Linked DNA regions of Mus musculus: regions 1 and 2 are each linked to region 3. The links are chromatin contacts, called in public ChIA-PET maps. All regions are on one chromosome and are shown on one strand. Each heading gives the region's core, a stretch centred on a gene start, on an enhancer-like site or on the middle of the called end of the contact. The rest is flanking DNA. Distances are from core to core; before and after follow the strand shown. Region 1 has its middle 9.0 kb from the start of 1700029M20Rik. Region 2 has its middle 8.4 kb from the start of Gm30941. Region 3 overlaps Nipal3 (NIPA-like domain containing 3).

Region 1 (4,389 bases), core at 262-2,761, 140 kb before region 3:
TTGCTCTATTCTACCCCTGAAAACTGTATAAAAACTGGCTGAATGGGCTGCTTGAGGTCGCCTCCTCTCCTTTGGGTGCAGGGTGCTCCCAGCGCACTGAAACAATAAATTCCTCTTGCTTTTGCATCTATCCCCAGCTACAAGTTATTCACTGGGGGGACAGGAGGGTGGGGGTGGCGGTGGGGAGTCCCAGTAGCTAAGGCTCGTCAGTCTTACACTGCCATATCGATTTCCTGCCACCGTGGTAAGAATTACCCCCATTTAGTGGCCCAAGACAATGCTAAGGACTGAGGTTAGGGTTTATGGAGCATGCGGAGACCCTCCCTGAGTTCTGTCCTCAGCACAGCAGACACAAATCGAGACCAATTAATTCTCTTACATTTCAGGGGTCAGAAGTCCAAAGTAGGTTTCGCAAAGCCAACTCCAGCAGCTACTATCCTTCCAAAGATGCAGGAGAGAATCTTTCCCTCCCCTTCTCCAGCTTCCAGAGGTGGTCATCATCCCTTGGACCACAGGCGTCACCAAGGTGTGTCTCTCTACCCTCATCCTCATAGAGTCCCTCCTGACCTCCTCACCTTTGACCTTGCCTCCTTTCCCATGATCCTCTCGGCCTCCTGACCTCTCACCTCAAGGTCTCTAACCTAATTACATCCACAAAGCCCCGTTCACCTGATAAGGTTAATACACTGGCCCACGGCTGAGCATCAGGACTGGGTGACCTGGAGAGCGATCCAGCCTCTCCCAGCATACCTGGCATATCTGTTCCTGCAGCTATAATAGGGTGTATCAGGCTGGGTAATTACCGAAGAAAATAAATCTATTCCTTCCAGACTGAGGCTGAGGGGTAGAAGCTGAATCTGGGGAAGGTCTTCTCTTTGTTGTTTGTTTGTTTGTTCTTCAGTTTCTCAAGATAGGGTCTCTCTGTGCAGCCTTGGCTGTCCTCAAACACACAGAGCTCTTCTTGCCCCATCCTGGGTGCTGAGATTAAAGGTGAGCACCACCACCTCCTAGCTTAGGGAGGTCACACAGTGGACAGCATCGGCCACATGGCCAGAAAGTAGGAGAGAAAAACCTACTCGCTCCGGCCGACAACTAACCTAGTTAATCTGTGGCCCAGTCAGCTCCCAACACTTTCGCACTAGGGACCAACTTTCCAATGTATGGACTGTGGGAAGACACACTGAAGTCGTGGCGACCCCCCATGCCATTTGATTTGGAGCCCACAGTCACGTGCGTGGAGAGGGAGAGGGGGGAAATAGATCTTGCTGAGCTATATAGCACAGCAGCTCCGCTGCTAGCTAAGTGTTCCCATTTACCTGGAGAGGCTTATTCTCCTGCTAGGATAGCCAGGCTTGGAGGAGCCCAGGGTCTGCTCACATCACATAGGAACAAGGGACAGAGCAGGTTTGCCGCTGCAGTAGCACGGCAGGCCGCGGACTCTGGGGCGCATGCTCCTTCTGACACCTGGCGAGGCGCCTCTCTGTTCTTTTAAATTCATTCCACCAGGTCTTGAGCAAGCACTGTGTGATAGCTAACACGGCTTTCTGCCTCGCATGTAAATCAGTTCCCTAACTGTATGCAAATCACTCTAAGTTTTTTTTGTTTTTTTTTTTTAACTGTAGTTTCTTCCTGTGTGAAATGAGAAGGAAGTCACAGAAAAAAAAGAAAAAGAAAAAACCAAAGGCCTGAGCAAGCACCTCAGAAGCAGGAAACCCAAACAGCCAGGGAAGGACAGACAGAATGGGTCACCTTCTTAGTAACCAGGGAAATGCAAATTGAGCAGTGGGAGCCGCACGGCTTCCTGTCTCCAGCAGGGTCAGCCTTTGGGATGGTGGGGTGTCTCTCCGTTGGCTTTCTATATCCGACCCCGCCCCTTCCTCCTCTCCCACCCTTCTCCCCCTACCCCTGACCCTTGGAACCGTAAGAGCTCCCCATTCACCCCTCCTGCCTCCCCTCCCCCGCTTGGGAACCCCAAGAGCTCCTTGCAATTTGGAAGAAAACACCTGAGAGTTGCTGGCATGTCAACACCTTTGAAACGTTTGGAGCAGCTCAGGGAACGAAGAATCCTCAGTAGCCAGTCTAGCTTGTTCCCAAAGCAACAGTGAGTGCAAGACAAGCACCCTGTCTTCAACAGAACCTTGCCTTCTCCTGTTTATATGTTTCTTTATTACTTTTTATAATTTTTTTAAAAAAACTTTTAAAATTGATTCTTTGTGAGTTTCACATCGCGCAGCCCAATCTCGCTCATCTCCCTGCCCCCTCATATCCACCCTTGGCTCTTTCAACCTCTCACCCAAAATAAAGGACACACAAACAAACAAAAGACAAAACAAAGCAAAACAAAAACCAAAGCATAAAAAAACATCTCATCGTGGAAGCTGTAGTGTGTCATGGTGTGTCCTGCAGTCTATCCCTCTGTCCACGCATCTTCACTTGCAAATGGTCATTGCAGTGAGTCACTGCTCTGGTTCCAAGGCTCTGGCTTCTGGGACACCATCAGTATTGGATCCTCACCGGTCCTCCTTCCGGTTATCCTGTTGTCATGGAGACCCTGTGTCATGGAGACCCTGCAGTTTGGATCACAGAGAGTGGTGCTTTCAGAGCCCTGGATCTGGGACTGGCTGGTAGCTGAGCTGGTCAGCCCACTGGCTCTTCCTTTATCAGCACCACCAGGGTGAGCTCTCCAGCACTGCTTGGGCTAGGCCACCCAATGCTGCCATTGGCAGGAGGCAGGATCTGTTCTGCTCTCACGTCCTTGGGGCTTTTCACCTGCACCCACACCTCCAGAGCCAGCTCAACTGTGCTGCCCAAGTGAAGAACAGGGGCCACTCTCCAAAGCCAGGGAGTAGGCAGGACTAGCTTTCCGCTCTTTCATGCCCTGAAGCCTAGTTCTTCTAACCACCACAGGTATCATGAGGGCACCCATGGGGATGGGAGAGCATCACCCCAAACCCACACCACCTCGTGGCAGACCAGTGGCATGGGGCCAGCTATCCTGTCCTCTCACCCTCAGGAAGACCTCACCCACTCCCCACCCCCAGGGTCAGCTCTACTGAGCTGTCTGGGCCAGGAGCAGGGCCTACTCTTCCAAGTGCTGCAGCTGGTGAGGGGCAGGGCAAGCTCTCGTGTGCTCAAGACCACAATGGAAAAGAGGCAGGGTAAGCACTCCTACACTCAAGCCCTTGGGGCCGGATCACCAACACCCCCTCACCATTGCCAGCTCCACTGAGGCCAGGGCACAGGGCTCAGAACCTGCTCTCCCAAATGCTGCCAGCCAGTGAGAGGAGGCGCCAGTTCTGCACAGCTCCTGCACATCCACCTGGTCCCTGGAGGTTGCCCCTACCAGAGAGGCTGCCATGTTCTCTAATGGTAATAGGAACCATGGGCCCCCTGCTGCTGCAGAGTCATGGACCCAGACACAGCCCTCAGTGGCAGCTCAGGCTAGGACCTCACCATGGCCCCAGGTGTCCGGGCTGGCCTCTCACAACAGGCTGCTCCTTTCCACCCTCCAGTCTCCATTTCCATCTCTCTTCATTATGCCCAAGCTGCTCTACCTTTCTTTCTCTCCCATGTGTCCACCACATGCTTGCACATGGTAGTGGTTCCTGCTGCCTGCTGTCCATGTGCAGGCCCCTAGGTGACATCCCCTGGACTGCAACGTGGTGGCAAGTGGTTGTCTATGGCCCACCTGTGCCTCCCAGGAAGACAGGTCTGTGAGTGGCCTGGATGAGGGCCTTGCCTCTATAAATATTATAAGCAAGTAAAAAATAAACAAGACCTTCCCTGGCAATGGGCAAAGGTGTTTATCTGGTTGTTGGTGTCATTGCTCTTATATCCGTTGGAGGCAGAGCAGTTGGCAGTCCTTTGTCCACCCTAGCTTGATGCCTGGTTTGGTGGCCAAAACTGTTTAATGCCTAGGACACATAAAAATCAAATCAAGGGTGGGTATGGGGGACCTTTGGGATAGCATTGAAAATGTAAATGAGGAAAATACCTAATTAAAAAAAAATCAAATCAAGTCAAACCAAATCCAATCCAAGCAGCACAGTGTGGGAGGTGGGTGGAAGCTTGATTCATAGAGGGAACCTGGTATGCGGTGTTTGTGGCACTTTGAATATGCTTGCTCCAGGGAGTGGCATTATTAGGAGCTGTGGCCTTGTTGGAATAGGTGTGGCCTTGTTGGAGGAGGTGTGGCCTTGTTGGAGGAGGTGTGGCCTTGTTGGAGGAGGTGTGGCCTTGTTGGAGGAAGTGTGTCACTGTGGGGGTGGGCTTTGAGACCTCCTCCTAGCTGCCGGAGAGATTCAGGCTTCTCCTAGCTACCGTACTCTCAGCTCCTCCAGCCCCACATCTGCCTGGGTGGTGCCATCCTCCCGCCTTGATGATGGACTG
Region 2 (4,657 bases), core at 1,843-4,342, 190 kb before region 3:
GCCTGGAGATGTCACATGAGTCAGCCAAGGTGGGTAGTGGCTCCCATCGATGTTGATACAAATGTCTCTTTTCCCTGAGAGCACACAGTTGGCTACAGAATGATCCTAGCAATGTGTCTCTGCTACCCACCTCCTGGAAACCATCACTGGGGACCTTGGAGGGACATATAGACCAACCACACAGCCCTTTAAAAATATATACATTTACAATGCGGGCTTCACTGTGCACTTTTTTTCATAACCTGTCACTCCCTTTTATTGTGGCTCTGAGGATCAAACCTCAGCCCTGAAGCATGCTGGGTAAATGCTCCGGTGTGGAGCCACAGCCCAGCCCCTACAATCTGCCTTTAAACTTATAAGTTAGTTAATTCTATCTTCTAACCCTCTGTTCATTCGTTGATTTATTTTGAGATGGGGTGTCACTATATAATCAAGGCTAGATTCAAACTTAGGATCCTCCTGCCTCAAACTCCCAACTGTCAAGACTACAAGTGTGTGCTATGACACTCAGCAAACACCTTTTCTTTCCTTTTCTTTTCTTTTCTTTTCTTTTCTTTTCTTTTCTTTTCTCTTCTCTTCTCTTCTCTTCTCTTCTCTTCTCTTCTCTTCTCTTCTCTTCTCTTCTTTCCTTTTCTTTTCTTTTCTTCTCTCTCTCTCTGCCTTTGTCTGTCTGTCTGTCTGTCTCTGTATGTCTCTCTTCAGGGTCTTATGTACTCTGTGCTAACCTCAGACTCACTATGTAGCCCAGGATGACCTTGAACTCATGCTTCTCTGTCTCCCAAGTGCTGGGTTTATGGTCTCAGATCACCACAGCTGGTTCCTATGGTGCTGGGGATGGAACCCAGACGTGGTGCATGCTAGACAAACATCTTACCAGCTGAACCCTACCCCATCTCAAAGGAAACGAAACAGTACGTCCAAGCCAAAAAATAAAAAATAGAAATAAACAGCAACAGAAGTCCAAGAAACCGCCCACATTTTTACAAGGTGCTTTCCAATACTTCTTTCTCCAGGTGATTTTTAAAAAAAAATCTGGAAGCTGGAGAAATGATTCTGTTAATTCAGTGGTGAAGAGCACTCACTGGCAGCTTTGGCAGAGGACCTGAGCTCAGTTCCCAGCACCCACATGACAGCTCAAAACTGCCTGTAAGTCTATTTCCAGCGTTTCCGATGCCATCTTCTGGCCTGTGTGGGCACCAGGCAGACACACACAGTACATACACATACATCCAGGCATTCACACATGCACATATACATACACATATACAAACATACATATACACATACACAAACATAAACATACACATATACAAACACACTCAAACACAGACACATACACAAACATACATATACATATACACAAATGTATAGGCACATACATAAACACAAACACATAAAATAAATAAATCTTTAAAATAAAATAAAACAATTCCAGCCAGGACAGGAGATGGCTCAGATGTAAAGTCCTTGCCCAGCAACTGTAAGGACATGAGATTAGATTCCCAGGATTCAGGTAAAATGCCAATATGGTGTGTGTGTGTGTGTGTGTGTGTGTGTGTGTGTGTGTGTGTGTACACGCAGTGAAATGCCTCAGCACCTAACAGCATTTGCCAAGCAAACCTGACAGCCTGCATTTGAGCCTCAGAAACCGTGTAAAGATAGGAGAGAATTGACTCCTGACAGTGTCCTGTGACTTCCCACACCTGCATGTGCGCATGCGTACACACACACACACACACACACACACACACACACCAGCAGATGGGTCCACAGAAGGTTGAGGACTAGCTAGCCTGGCCTCTGAAGTTCCAGGTCAATGAGAGACACAGTCTCAAAAGGTAGAAGGCCCCTGAGGACAACGGCCAAGGTTGTCGTCTGACCCCTACACTCTCTGTGCGAACTCTCCACCAATAGACACAGAGAAACGATTATTCTGGCTGTAGCGGTCACTTTACTTTTAGGACTCTGACAGGCTAGGGGTGGGGCTCAGTAACAGGGGGGGTGCCTCATATGCATAAGGCCCTGGGTTCCACTCCTAGCACTGGGTGTGGGGAGGTGGGATGGGAAAGGCTCATAATGGTTTGACAAACAAACCAACAAACAAAATAGTGTCTGTGTCCTAGAAGTTTGAAAAACAAGCAAAAATTTAGTGTCTGTGTTCCACTTTGCCCCAGTGACCCCCCCCCCATCTTTTTGTCTGTGCTGGAGACTGAACCCAGGCATCCACAATACACGTTTGACCACAGATCTTTGGCCCAGCCTTGAGTCAGAACCTTTGTAATGGGCCCAAGGTCTGTTTTATTTGCTCTTAGACGTTCTCCAGCTCTGGAGCTGGGGACCCCTTTGATGGGTGTGGGGGGTGGGGGATGGGAGGTGGGAGGTGAGAGTGTGGGTGGGGTAGAGGATGGGTTAGCCGAACACACGGAGACTAGGGTGTGATGCAGGCTGAGGGTCCCCACATAGGGACTTCGCAAAGCAGCTGCTGCCACTTGTGGGTCTGTGGCAACCGTGCACCTGCTTCTCGTCAGGTGTCTCATCCCTCCAGCCAAGGCTGAGTCAGCTTGTCCTTGAAGAACCAGGTGGAAGAAGAAAGGAAGAAACCTTGAAGAGAGGAAGAAACCTTCTGTCAGTGGAGACCACTGAGGTATACAGGGGTGCAGGGACTTGGCCAAGGCCCCAGCCTTTAAGAAGACAAATCTAGTCTGGGTCTCTGCTGTAATTCTAGCACCGAGCTGAGACACGGACAGAGAAAAGCACTCTGTGTAAAGATCCCCCTGACGGTCCTCGTGGCCTTCTCTCTCTCCCTCTGTCATTGCTTCACGAGGGGGATATTGGGATATTGGTCTGGTTTCTAGAGGTTGAGTCCTGGGCGGGGCAGGCTCCAGGGTTGCTGAAAGCTGTCTGGCGTCCCCACCTGGGAGAGGGTCCCTGGTGAACACACTGCTTAGTTTCGGTCCCAGGTCCCTGCATGCTCTGTAGCCCTGCCCTGTCAGCTGAGAGGGTGGAAAGGAGGCACCCAGCCGCTCCCAGCTCTGGGCTGGGCCATGGAGCTGGCCAGCACCTGCTCAGAGCCTCTCCCACCTCTGTGGTAGCACCCACTTCCTTCCCCCCTCACTCCTCTGATTGGCCAAGGGGATCTCTAGAGGAACCTGAGAAAGCCTGAGTCAGGTTCCTGCCCTGGGGGTTCCCTCCCTGTCTCTGTGTTCTGGGTTGGCTGCCTTTTCCTTAGGGGAAGTGACTATAGGCACACAGTCCTTAGTAGCCCAACTGTGCTGACTGTAGCTTGTCTCTCCCACTGCAGTCCCTACCCTGGAGGAAGAGAGAAGAGCTTTGTAGCCCTGACGATGGCGCTGGTCCCTAAGCAGGAAAGAGCCTGACCCCTCCCCAGCTGGAACCCAGAGCTGACTCAGGAGAGGTTTGTAGACCTGGAAGCCAGGGCAGAGAGCCAACAGCTGGCTTTGACAGTGTGCAAAGAGCCAAGTGTCCTGAGGGTGTGGCATGCTCACCCCTGCCCTCCTCCCTGCCACAGGATGCTCCTCCTCCTCCTCAGTCAGCTCCACACTCCTTCCAGGAAGCCCTCTCAGATTGACCCTACCACCCTGCTCGCCCTATCCTCTGTGAAGCAAGAGGAAGAGAGGACCCTGAGAAAATGAGCATAAGAGTGAACGACTTCTAGATACTAATGCGGGGCAGAAGGGCTCTCAAGTCCTTGCTCATAGCATTGGGCTCCTCTTTGTGGGTAATTCCCTCCCCATGCATGAGTCAGACATACATACATGCACACACACGTACACACATGTGTGTAAACATACACAGACCCACACATATATACACATACATACATGTGCGTACACACACATAATGCACACACTCATGTGCACACACACACATATATATACACACATACACATGTGCATGCACACATACACACACATATAAGCACATGTGCGTACACATGTACACACCCACATATATATGCACATACATACATACATGTGCAGGCACACATACACATACAAACATGCACACACAAACTCATGTACACACAGACACACACACACACATACATGTGTGCGTGCTCACACAAGGACACACACAGAGACACCTCTATCATTATATTTTAGATTTGAACAGATATTTCCAAAGTATGTTTTGGAAGTAACTCTGCATTCACAGTTACCCAGCTGCAAAGCAACCCACTAGGGCCATGAGACGCCTGTGGTCATAGATTTGGCAGCCTAGGATCTTGGGCTCAATCAAGTCCCTATGCTGCAGGCCTTCTCAGAACCTTTAGTGGTAAATAGACTTCCCAATTTCCCAGCACCTGCAGTTTTCCAAATGTACATGGCCTTAGAATTGTGTATCTTGGCTGGGCGTTGGTGGCACATGCCTTTAATCCCAGCACTTGGGAGGCAGAGGCAGGCGGATTTCTGAGTTCAAGGCCAGCCTGGTCTACAAAGTGAGTTCCAGGACAGCCAGGGCTACACAGAGAAACCCTGTCACCAAAAAAAAAAAAAGAATTATTTATCTTATTTTTTTTTTTGAGATGATCTTGTTGTGTAGCCCAGGCTAGTCTCAACCTCAGTATCCTCCCCCACCCCACCCCACGTCCCCAGCGCTGGCATTATAGATGTTCACCACAGCAGCTGGTGCTCTC
Region 3 (4,653 bases), core at 932-3,431:
ACCAAAGAAGACTTAACAGTGGTGCCCACCTCTCAGGGTGAGCATGTCCAAAGTCACACATGTAAGTTACCTCTCGCGACAGTGGGCCCTCTCGGCCCAGGGCCCTGGCTTATGAGAGATGCCACAGAAGGCTCTAGAAGGTCCCCACTCCCAGATGGAGAGTCTGAGGCTGAAGGAGAGCAAGCTCTAAAGGTCTCTGGGGAGCATGCGGAACATGTGTAAGAGGCTGTGTGGAAATGAGCCACGGGGAGAGTGTAGGTAAGAGGCGCCCTCTGCCTGGCAACAGCCTCACGCCTCTGTTTGGCTTTTTCCAGCAAGCGCCATCATCGGAATCATATTCATCAAGGAAAAATGGAAACCTAAGGACTTTGTGAGTAAGTCTCTGATGGAGCCCCTCCCCTCCCCCTTCCACCTCCTCCATCCCCACCCCCGCCATGGAAAGATGCTCTGATACCTGCTCCCCTCTGGGTTCCATACTCCTGGGATGTTAACATTAAATAACCCAAGCCCAGCTACCCATCAGAATTGTCTGTGGCCCAGTAGAAAATTACCCTTCCTTCATTCCTGCAGTCTATACAGCTTGGGACTTTGTTGTTGGAGACTTAGAAAAACCCAGGGGCTGGAGAGATCGAGTTTTAAATCCACAAGAGTCAAACCTAGAAGCCAGAAACCTTTAGTTCATTACAGATAAGGCTGAGTTTGAGCTCGCAGCCCAGGAAACCTGATCATAGTCCCTCAAAATATCCCTCCGCTCAGTTAGACCTGGGCCTGGTCCCCAAGCCCCAAGGTATCATCTGGGTTTACAGAGTCAAGGTATTGACCCAGAAGTATTGTCTCAAACCATTTAGAAGGACAGAAGGGAGGAAAAAGATGGAAGTCCCATGTTTAATTTGTTTATAGATAATCCTGACCAACTGAGAAACATGGACTCCGTAGATCAAGGGGCTTTAGTGTCAATCGAGGTCCCTCCACTGGACACCAGTCACACTGTGTCATGGGGGTGTCAGTAGGGCCTGGAGCACTGCTCTCAGGAGACCGTAGTCTAACGTGAGTGCAGTGTGTGCTAGCCCACAGCTGGCCAAGTCTGAGCTGGACCTTCCCCATTGGAGTATGATAGGCCACCAGGGAAGAAACATAGGTCTCTTAGCCTCCACTCTGTCCTGGGTCCCATTGATGGTCCCCAGGAGGCCTCAGGGCAGACTAACAATAGCCCTAAAGGTGATCCTTAAGAGCAGGTTAAATAGAGGTTGGAAAGGGACAAAGTCCCTCTTAAAAGTTACCCTTTGTTTGCTTTAGGAGTTTTATTTCCTTCTTAGCTTGCCCACAGAGGGATTCTAGGTTGGAACTTCCCTCTCAAATGCACATAAGAACCACCGTGCAGGGGCTTGGGCTCAGTGGGAGAGCTTGCCCAGTGCTCAAGGTTCTGGTTCCACTCCCAGTACTGGAAAACCTAAAGGTGAACTTAGTCCCCACCCGCCCCCAGAATGGCTACAAGACATTAAGAGTATACCATAAGAGTAACCAAGAACACAAACAGAACCCTTACACTGGGGTTCTCAACCTGTGGGGTCAAATGACCTTTTCACAGAGGTCACATATCAGTTAGCCTGCATGTCAGTTGTTTACAGCACAATTCATAACAATAGCAATATTACAATATGAAGTAGCAATGAAATAACTTTATGGTTGGGGCATAGTCTATACAACCCAAGGCTGCAGACAGGGCCCAGCAGAACAGTCGCTGTCACATGGCCCACTGCTAGGCAGGCAAGAGTGAATGAACCCAGTTGGCACAGGACACAGATGGGCCTCACAAACACCTGCTGAGTGACCCAAAGAGACCCCACAGGTCCATGTCTACCGAAAGCCAAAACAGCCAGGCAGTGATGGCGCATGCCTTTAATCCCAGCACTTGGGAGGCACAGGCAGGCAGATTTCTGAGTTTGAGGCCAGCCTGGTCTACAGAGTGAGTTCCAGGAAAACCAGGGCTATACAGAGAAACCCTGTCTCGAAAAAAAAAAAAAAAAAAAACCAAAACACCAAAAACAACAACAACAAAAAGCCAAAGCAGTTGACACCCTCAGTGTCACTCAAACCTCAGTGAGCAGTGTCACTGCTCAGGGGCCATGCTACCCTGTGGCAGGCTGTGGGAACTGGGACACTCCTGATGTCTCCTTTCCTGACTTGGGTGCTGGGGATATGGGTGTGGTACCCCTGCTCACTTCAAGACTCCCTCTAGCACTTCCTGTGTGAATGAGCACATGCGACCTTCATCAGAGTTTTGTTAAGGTTTGGTTTGGTTTTTGGTTTGGGTTTAGTTGGTTGGTTAGTTAGTTTTCCATGACAGTTTTTTTTTATTTTTTCCTGTATAGCCCTGGCTGTCCTGGAACTCACTCTGTAGACCAGGCTGGTCTCGAACTCAGAGATCCTCCTTCCTCTGCCTCCCAAGTGCTGGAATTAAAGGTGTGTGCCACACAGCTGGTTTAGTTAAGGTTTTTAGAATGGCATTTAAGGGAATGAATGTGCACAAAGTTCATGATGCGCATGTGTGAAGAGGCTCTGATGTACCTCCCCCAATAGCATTATAAAAACGCTCCAGGCATGATATCACATATCTGTGACTTCACAAAGGCAGCATACAAATACACACACATTCACATAAATAAAAATAAATCTTAAAATAACGGGCTGGAGGGATGGCTCAGTGGTTAAGAGCACTGGCTGCTCTTGCAGAGGACCTGGGGTTGGTTTTAAGCACCCATGTGACAGCTCACAACCATCTGTAACTCTGTATAGGCAAAACACACACACAAAATAAAGTTTTAAAAGTTTTTGTAAAATGATTCAAATCAAGTAAGAGAACAATCTGTAAAACACACATACATTAAGGGGACCTGGACAAAATGCTCAGTGGTTAAGAGCACTTGGTGTTCTTGCAGAGGACCTGGATTCAATCCCTGGCACCCACATGGTGGATCACAACTGTCTATAACTCCAGTTCCAGGGGATCTAATTCCCTCTCATCTCTGAAGGCACCAGGACTCATTAGTGCTGCTTACAGCCCTGCTGTCTTATAGAACCACAAGCCCCACCCACAGTGGGCTAGGCCCTCCCCATCAATCTGCAATTAAGAAAATGCCTACAAGTCTGCCAACAGACAGATCCTACTGAGGCATTTCTCAATTGAGGTTCCCCCACTTCAGATGACTCTAGCTTGTGTCAAGTTGACCTAAAAGTAGCCAGCACACAGGCAAAAACTGCCCTGACTTGCTAAGACCTCTCCGATGCACCTGAGCCATGCCCGAGGCTCTGACCAATTCTCCCTGCTTCCGCACAGGACGCTATGTCTTGTCCTTTGTTGGCTGCGGCTTGGCCATCGTGGGCACCTACCTGCTAGTGACATTTGCACCCAACAGTCATGAGAAGATGACAGGCGAGAACATCGCCAGGCACCTTGTGAGCTGGCCGTTTCTCCTGTACATGGTAAGTGACGGTGACATCCTTTTGCTTGGACAGGAGTCAGGTCCCAGCGGTTGGTCCCCGGGAGGGGACCAGCGGTTGGGATCACCGAGGCACGGTGTGACCACTGAGCTTACAAGGACATGCTTGGTTCCCATGGCATGCTGGTGCCACGTCTGCCAGCCTTGGGTATTCAGAAGGCTGTGAAGGTGTATGTACAACCTGTATCTGTGAAGGGCAGGGAGCAGAACAGAAATTCTGGGTAGTTGTCTCTGGGAGATGAAATTATGATTATGATGTATGTTTTAGTTCTGCTTTGTCTTTCTAGATCCAAAGTTTTGCCAACGTGCACTAATTTTATCTTTTTTTTTTTTTTTTGGTGGTACTAGACATGAATCCTAGGGATTCACATACGCTAGGCAGGTTTTCCTGGTGAGCTATACCCCTGGCCCACTTTGTTACTTCTTACATTTTAAACCAGGAGCTTACTAAGTTGCCCAGGCTACCCTTAAACTCGCTGTGTATCCCAGGCTGGCCCTTAGGTCTTGTTCCACCTGCCTCACTGGTGAGGCACAAAGAGTTATTTTAGGCAACAGGTAAGAACTGAGGAGTTACACACACACACACACACACACACACACACACACACACACACACGCAGCCTTGGGAATGTTACTGTGTCAGTCTGCGTCGTCTGTGTATACCTGATTGGGTATTTACCAGTAATCATGTGGAATCCTGCATGACTCCTCCCTAACACGAGGCTAGCTTGCAGACTGACAAAGACCCTCGACAGCTAGGTAAGACACAGCCACTGGAACTGAGAGAGGACCCTGCAGACATGGAAGACCTGGAGTTAATGGCCTCCAGTTAAAATCTCTCACCTTGGAATACTTGTTTGCCGGTGTTCTCCCGTCAGTTTTAGGAATAAGTAGACTTTAGTATGGGTTTGGGGCTGGCAAGGGAGCTGAGCCATTGTTACAGTTTGCTGCCTTATCATTGCTGGGTGCTGGGTTTGACTCCAGACCTTAGAGGAGATACAGCCAGGCATCTAGGCCCTGAAGGGGGTTAGAAAGGGCAGGAGGCTGACGATAGGCAGGTAGGCCTTCTCAAACGCAAGCTTTGAATCAGCTACTAGGAAGTTTCTGTTGCTGAAGCAGCTTGGCCATGTGAGGCTTTAGGCTTCCAGCCCCA

Evidence for each region. ChIA-PET counts read pairs in DNA pulled down with a chosen protein or histone mark.
Region 1: an RNA polymerase II ChIA-PET map of memory CD8 T cells shows a contact between it and region 3, with 11 read pairs. The contact joins two enhancer-like sites. A contact is called at or near these places in 2 of 115 datasets of contacts at active chromatin or transcription factors (embryonic stem cells and memory CD8 T cells) and 2 of 9 other capture datasets (adipose tissue and liver).
Region 2: a contact with region 3 is called in an RNA polymerase II ChIA-PET map of memory CD8 T cells, with 10 read pairs. The contact joins two enhancer-like sites. A contact is called at or near these places in 1 of 15 datasets of contacts at CTCF or cohesin (large pre-B cells), 2 of 484 Hi-C or Micro-C datasets (bone marrow-derived macrophages and embryonic fibroblasts), 5 of 115 datasets of contacts at active chromatin or transcription factors (embryonic basal ganglia, embryonic stem cells, hepatocytes and 1 more) and 3 of 9 other capture datasets (adipose tissue, liver and pancreatic islet).

The regions. Positions count from the first base shown.
Region 1 is chr4:135,615,428-135,619,816 of GRCm38.p6, reverse strand. No RefSeq gene overlaps it. Among named protein-coding and RNA genes, the nearest start is that of 1700029M20Rik, 9.0 kb to the left of the region's middle. Within about 2 kb of position 1,511, at least 53 of the 459 cell types and tissues checked have an H3K27ac peak or open chromatin away from gene starts, as enhancers often do. A contact at or near this core is called in memory CD8 T cells, where this site is marked.
Region 2 is chr4:135,660,041-135,664,697 of GRCm38.p6, reverse strand. No RefSeq gene overlaps it. Among named protein-coding and RNA genes, the nearest start is that of Gm30941, 8.4 kb to the right of the region's middle. Within about 2 kb of position 3,092, at least 69 of the 459 cell types and tissues checked have an H3K27ac peak or open chromatin away from gene starts, as enhancers often do. A contact at or near this core is called in memory CD8 T cells, where this site is marked.
Region 3 is chr4:135,473,154-135,477,806 of GRCm38.p6, reverse strand. Nipal3 (NIPA-like domain containing 3) reads left to right here. Exons shown (of 12, transcript NM_028995.4): 5 at 315-374; 6 at 3,338-3,483. Among named protein-coding and RNA genes, the nearest start is that of Nipal3, 19 kb to the left of the region's middle. Within about 2 kb of position 2,181, at least 14 of the 459 cell types and tissues checked have an H3K27ac peak or open chromatin away from gene starts, as enhancers often do. A contact at or near this core is called in memory CD8 T cells, where this site is marked.